2 separate regions of the Sus scrofa genome follow, and region 1 is linked to region 2. A link is a contact called in public Hi-C data. All regions are on one chromosome and are shown on one strand. The core of a region is the stretch at or near the end of the contact, and the rest is flanking DNA. Distances in the headings are between cores, read along the strand shown. Region 1 holds the start of VAV2 (guanine nucleotide exchange factor VAV2). Region 2 overlaps VAV2 (guanine nucleotide exchange factor VAV2).

What was found. Hi-C and Micro-C count contacts between places; a contact is called where the count stands out from the background.
Region 1: a contact with region 2 is called in a Hi-C map of skeletal muscle, with 6 times the contacts expected there. The contact joins the promoter of VAV2 here to the enhancer-like site in region 2. A contact is called at or near these places in 4 of 5 promoter capture datasets (fetal liver, fetal skeletal muscle, liver and 1 more), 23 of 47 Hi-C or Micro-C datasets (adipose tissue, alveolar macrophages, brain and 14 more) and 1 of 2 datasets of contacts at active chromatin or transcription factors (skeletal muscle).

The regions. Positions count from the first base shown.
Region 1 is chr1:273,474,966-273,478,364 of Sscrofa11.1, forward strand. VAV2 (guanine nucleotide exchange factor VAV2) reads right to left here and starts at 1,285. Exons shown (of 28, transcript XM_013987084.2): 1 at 536-1,285. The coding sequence starts at 739.
Region 2 is chr1:273,322,655-273,325,876 of Sscrofa11.1, forward strand. It overlaps VAV2 (guanine nucleotide exchange factor VAV2), which reads right to left. Exons shown (of 28, transcript XM_013987084.2): 16 at 2,799-2,900; 17 at 2,348-2,436. Among named protein-coding and RNA genes, the nearest start is that of SARDH, 30 kb to the left of the region's middle. Within about 2 kb of position 1,502, at least 3 of the 83 cell types and tissues checked have an H3K27ac peak or open chromatin away from gene starts, as enhancers often do. A contact at or near this core is called in liver and skeletal muscle, where this site is marked.

The sequences.
Region 1 (3,399 bases), core at 35-2,534, 150 kb after region 2:
GGCCGGCGAGGGGGCGGCGCCGGCGGCCCACCGACTCCCTTGTTCCCGAGGGCTCAAGGCTCCCCGCGGTGGCCCAAGCCCAGCTGCCAGCGGGTTCATCCTCCCGGGCGCCCAGCCACCAGGCGCGAAGCCGGGGGACGCCACGCCCGACGAGGCCCCTGGCGCGGCAGGCTCCCAGCTGTCGGAGGGGCACTCTCTGGGTCCTGGCGCCCGGGAGAGGGGGCGGCAGGAGCGAGCGCCCCGCCGGGGTTCGAGTTCCCCTCACCCCCGGGAGGCGCAGGCCCAGCCACCGGCGCTCCCAGGCAGTGCCCGCAGGCGGCGGATGCGCGCCCCAGGCTTAGGGGACTTTGGTCAACTTCGTGCCTCCGGGGATCGCCCCTCGAAAGGGCTGGCTCCGAGGCCCCGGGGTCGCCCCCTCTCCGCTCGGCGTCCGGCTGCCTGCCCAGGTCCCCGAGTCCCCCGCTCCGGCCAGGCTCCTGGGACCGGGCCGGAGGCGCGCCCACCAGGGCCCCTCCCGGAGCGCCCGAACCCTCACCTGGGACATCTGCGGCCGGAAGTTGATGTCCTTGAGATCGATGGAGCCGGGGGAGAGGTTGTGAAGCAGCTGGCACAGGAGGACGCCGTCGCGCAGCGCCTGTGCCAGGTCGAAGACCACCGCCGAGGGCCACACGACCCGGTGGTTGGGCGGCAGGACCTTACAGTCGATGAGCCAGCGGCCGCACTGCCGCCACTGCTCCATGGCGCCCGCGGCGCCCGCCCGCCCGCCGCTCGCTGGGCCGGCGCGTTCAGAGCAGCGCTCCGGCCAAAGTGCGGTGGCCGCGGGGCATCCCGCCCGCCCGCGCGGGGCTCGGCGGCCGGGGCGGGGCTTCGCGCGGGCGGCCCCGGGTCCCCGCTGCGCCGCCGCGGGTCCCCTCCTCTTCCTCCTCCTCCTCCTCCTCCGGTTCCTCGCGGGCCGCCGCTCCCGCCCACGTGTGGTCCCGGGGCGGGCGCCGGGCAGCGCGCCGGACCCCCTCTCACAGCCGCAAGTCCCCCCGGGCCCCGGCCGGGGCTCCGCGCAGCCCGCCGCCGCAGCGCCCCGCAATCCGCCCCGCCGGGCGCCGCATTCTGCGCTCGGAGCGCCCCGCGGCCGCCGCAGCTTCTGCCCCGCCCGAGACAAAGGCCCGGCGGGTCGCTCGCTCCACGCGTCCGGGGCCTGGGCCGCCCTCGCCGCCGCCGCTTTGTTCGCCCCGCCTTCGGGTTCAGCGCTCAGCGCCTGGCGCTCGGACTCCGCGGCTCGGCGGCTCCGGGGCGCGGGGGGCGCGGGGGCGCGGCCACGGGCGGGGTGGGGGCGGGCTGGGGGGCGGGGCCGGCGCGCGCGCCTGGCGCCGCCCCCGCCCCCCGCCACTTCCTGCCCCGGCGCAGCTCGCGCAAGTTGCCGCCGAGGGCGGGGGCCGCTGCGCCGCCCGGCCGGGGGTCTGCAGACTGTGTCCGAGGGGCTCCGGGACTTTGGGGAAGCTGTGCGCCCGTGGCGCGCAAGCTCGCCCGTGGGGTGATGGCCAGGTCGTGGTCTCTGCGTCCCTCCTGCGTTCCAGGAGGAGATCAGGAGGTGGTCCTCGTCGCGCTGGGCGCCTCTGCACCGCAGGACAGACCCTGGACGGGGCACCGACTGGGCCGAGGCGTCCCGCGCGCCCTCTGTCCACCAAGCGGCCCCCGCGGGATAACTCGAAGCGGGAGGCACACGGCCCGGAGACTCTCCCGGGGCCCCCTCCCATCCTGTGTCCGGGACGGGGACCGGCAGAAAGCCACCCCCCCCCCCCCGACGACGACTCCACACAAAGGCCGGGATTCCCCTGTTTTGTAACGCGGAGGCCCGCCACTCACAGCTGCCCGGAGGGCAGATCCTGGCGTCTGGGATGGAATATGTGACCTAAGTAACTGGGAAACAGGGGAAGAGATGTGGCCAGATCCGGCCCTGGGTGTCTGCGGGCCTCCACGCAGTCTGCAGGGTCCACTGACCCTGCCTTGAACTCCTTCCTGGGCCACGCCCTCTGGGAGGGGTGGGCAGAGATTGCTGCAGCTGGCCTGGCCTGACAGTGGGAGGGCCTCTAGGACATAAAGAGCCAAACCGGCCCTGAAATAATACCCATCCTGACTCAGCTGTCAGGAGCCCTGGGTTCTCAGCGCCAACATGCAGGGTGACCCCGGGTCAGTCTGATCTCTTCTCTAAAACTGGCTCAGTCATGGGGTGGGGTGGAGGGGACCAAACTCTGGGCACCCCACACACTTGCCGGGAATCTTGGGGCAGCGCTGGACAGCTGCCCCCATGGCCCAGTTCCCCTCCTCCTTCGGCGTTCCTGGTGCAGGAGCCCAAGCAGGGTGACACCCCCACCTCAGTGCCCAGCGAGGGTTCTTCTGCTCCAGGCATTGGCCTCTGCAGGGAGTCCGGCTTGACCCTTCCCAAGCCCGGGAGGAAGGATGGGGACCCAGGCCAGGTTCTGGGCCAGGGGGAGAAGTGGGGGAGGAGCTGGCCTCCCGGGGCACACCCAAGACCCTGGCAGGAGTAAAATCAGGCCAAGTGACCCGTGAGCTCTAAGTTCCTGTCCATGCATCCTTCCTCCCAGGAAACGGGTGCGGCCGCCTCGGGAGCAGGGATAGAAAGCAGCCTGGTCCGGACGGTGGGGTTGAGCCTGCCAGAGACAAAAGGGAAAAGCCTGAGGCAGCATCGCCCTGAGAAATCGCAAAGTGGGGGGACAGTCTGAACCCCAGCACCTCCGGCCCCTGCTCTGCAGGAACACGTTCCCTGGCAGGGCCCCCTCCCTCTGTGACACGGGGAGCACCCGCTCCTTCAGAATCGCGTGTGGGGAATGAGCAGGATTGGAACCCCAGAGCTTTGCACAGCACTTAGGGCAGAATGGGGCACCCCATTCTTGTCCTGTGCAGGGAACCAGTCAAGAGAACGAGCCCAGGACCGGCCAGCCAGTAACACTGATGATCATCTGCCGCCCCCTGGTGGGGGCTGTAGGCACTGCTGCCACCTGGCCAAGGCGCCGAGCTGCCCAGGGGCACCAAGAAGCAGGGTTAGCCTCGAGAACAGCCAAGTCCAGGGACTCAGGCCTCACTCAGGCGGGCTCAACACCTTCCCAGTGTCCTAATGCGTACAGTGGGACAGTGACCCACTGTGTGGACCTCATAGGGTTTGGGGGAGGCGCTGCAGGAGGGCTGGATGTGAGTGAATGAACTCATGATTGAAGCTTGGTAGCAGCCCTCTTCCAAACATGTGGTGTGGGTGTCATGAGCAGGTCTGGACTGTTTCAACTCAAAATACACATCAAGAAGAGGGAACACCATTCTAGAAAACCCTACCACCATCCACCTCGTCTGGGACTCAGAGCTGTTTGCCAGGACTGCCTTGGCACACCT
Region 2 (3,222 bases), core at 252-2,751:
TGCTGATGAGGCCAAGGAGTGGAGACTGAGCCCAGAATGAAGACAAGAGCGAGGGTCAGAGAGGAGGCAGCTTGGAATCTGCCGAGAGAAGTGGCTGGAGTGGCTGGGGCAGGGCGAGTCCCGGCAGAGGAACAAGAAAGGGACCACGGGCTCCTTGAAATAAAATCAGGTGCTGGAGCTCTTGTCGTGGAGCAGTGGAAATGAATCCAACTGGGAACCATGAGACTGTGGGTTCGATCCCTAGCCTCGCTCAGTGGGTTGAGGATCCGGCGTTGCCGTGAGCTCTGGTGTAGGTCGTAGACGCAGCTGGGATCTGGCATTGCTGTGGCTGTGGTGTAGACCGGCAGCTACAGCTTCAATTGGACCCCTAGCCTGGGAACCTCCATATGCTGTGGGTGCAGTCCTAAAGAGCAAAAAAAGAAAAACCGAAAAAACCCATAACCCAGGTGCCACCAGGGGCTCTCGATGCACAGGGATGCCGATAACCCCGGCTCGTGAAAGATATGCGACCGCCTATCTGGTCAGGGCCCAAGTACATACATCGTGAGAAAAAAACAAACATAAAACGAGATGAGGGAGGAGCTCCCGCGGTGGCGAGTGGGGTTAAGGAGCTGGCGTGGTCTCTGCAGTGGTCTGGGTCACTGCTGAGGCACGGACGGGTTGGCTCCCCAGCCTGGAGCAGTGGGTTCAGGATCCGGGGTTGCCACAGCTGTGTCTCAGATTCGATCCCTGGCCTGGGAACTGCCACATGCTGCTGATGCAGCCAAAAAATTTTTAAAAGAGAGAGAGAGGTGGGGGACGGGCACGTGTGTGTGCGCGCGTGCACGCGTGTGCAAAAAAAGCAGAAAGCACGTGACAGTAACTGTGGCTGTTTTTGCCGGTGAGATGGTGAGACGCTGTTAATCTCCTTCCTTCCTTTTTCTCTAATTTCCATGGGAAACGAGTGTTTCGTAATTGGGAGGGGGGTGGGAACCCAAAAGAGTATCTAAAAGTAAGAAAACTTGGCAGGAAATATACCAAAATGTCACCTTTGGTTATTTCATCATAGGTTCCTGAGAGAGAATTACTTTCGTCTTTATTTCTTCTCTTTCTTTTCTCTAACTTTTGGATAAATATGCCTGTTACCTTTAAGACCAGGGAAAACACTCCAGGAGAAGCGAACCATTGAGTCGTTGCGTGCAAAGGACATGTGGCCACAAGAAGGCGGTGTCCGCGGGCAAAGCCGAACGGCCGCCTTCGGAGGGGCACCGCCTCCTCTAGCCTGGAGGGGACCCGGGGGGCTGCTGGATCTCCCCTGGGCCAGAGGGGCTGCCTGGGGCCTGTGGTGGGCACCAGGGGACCTGGGCCGACCCGGCAGACCTCCTCCTGGATCAGGGCATGGGGTCAGCAGTCACAGTAAACAAGGAACGACAAAATCTGCTCCAGGCAGAGGTGTCCTGAGGACAAGCGCCTGGCACGCTTTCCCGACTCCCTGGAGCCTGTTCACCGCTCTCTGAGCTCAGTTTCCCTGAGGCTGGGCGGCAGTATCAAAGTGCCATCTCACGGGGACACGAGGGCATTTGGCTCCACGGACAGCACGGCCAGCGGTGCTGACCCTTGACGGGCTGGTGCCTTCGGGATGAATCCATGGGGCCCCTTCCCCACCAGATCCAGGGCCCAGCCAGCCCCTGACTGTGGTAGCTCTGAAACCTTCCAGAACCATCTCAGGCTTTTTGGCTGCTGGTCCAGCCGCTCTGGCGCACCAGCTCATCCCCCAAACCAGGATGACCCAGAGGCGCCTCAGCAGTCTGGGTGCCGGCCAGGCGGGCTCACGTCCCTTCCCCTTCCCGGCCTCAGGCTGCCCCATCTGACAAATGGGCTCCAGGCGGAGGGGAGCACGGCCAGTGCCGTGCCTGTGTGTGAACCACCTACAAGCACAGCCGTAGGAGAAGAGGGCCACACCCCTCCGGGGGCAGGAGAACCCGGGGGCAAGGTGTTTCTCCACGACTGGAAACCTCCATGCAAGTGGCAAGAATGTTCTGTGCCCTTGTGTGGAGGTTTCTAGAGGCTTACAACTGGACTGGGCAGGGGTGCAGAAGAGGCAGAAAAAAGCCTGTCAGTTAGGAGAAGGGCTTTGCAGCGGAACCCTGCTCTCCGGCTGGGCCTTTTGATGCTGTGTGACCCAGGGCAGGCGTCTTCCTCTCTCTGAGCCTGTTTCCGCATCTGGTCCCTGCCTTGGGGGGTCACCACGGCAGGAAAGGAGAACGTGGGAACACGGCCAGGCCAGCAGCCGTGAGGGATGGGACCCTGGGCTTGGGGTGCGTGGCAGGGTCTCCCGTCGCATGGGCAGGGCAGGGGCGGTACTCACTGATCTTGCAGGGAGGGGTCACCTCCAGACACTCCTTGTGCGCCCCGACGCCACACTTGGTGCACAGGTAACCCTGGTAGAAGGTGCCCCTGCACCAGGCGAGGGGATGGCAGGTGAGGTGACCACCAGATCCACCTTGCCTCCTGCCCCGTCGGGCATCCACCCCTCAAGCCCTGAGCCCCCCCCCACCCCAGGACCCCCCAGCAATGTGCAGCCTGGGGCTGGATCTCCCCTCGGACAGGCCCCGGCCACCCACGGGGACCATCACCTCCCCCCCACCCCCGGCTGGACCCCAAGCACCCGAGGCCCGGCTGAGTCCCACATGGATGAGCTAGTGCCCCAGGTCCCTGCGGCTCAGCACCGCATGGGGCTGGGGCGGGGGGCCAGCGGTGATGGGGACGCAGGATGGAGGCAGCACCAGGCTCCCGGGGGGCCCGGGCGGGGGGCTCACCGGAGGAACATCCTGCAGGCCGTGCAGCTGGTGGTCTTTTCAAACGTGTGCATCTGGAAGCTGTGGTGGTTGGCGGTGGCTTTGTCAGGCCTGATGTTTGACCTGAGGGAAGGGACGGCAGGCGCCAGGTTGCCCGAGCCCCCGCCGGGCCGGGAGTCAGGGGCTGGGACTCAGAGCCTGGAGCTGCCTGGACACGTCGGCAGACCCGGGGTGGGGCGCTGACTCCCGGCTGAGGGAGGGTCCAGGTGGGGCTTGAAAATGAACTTGCAGAGGCATTCGAGAACCTTCTAGGGTGATGGCAACGGGCTGGACGGGGTTTGGGTGTGGACAGGTGCAGGAGTCTGTCAGGACTCAGCCGGCTGCGCTGAGGATGTCACTGCGGGTGAGCCTGAGGTGCAAAAATCGCACCGAGCTCTGGGTCCTG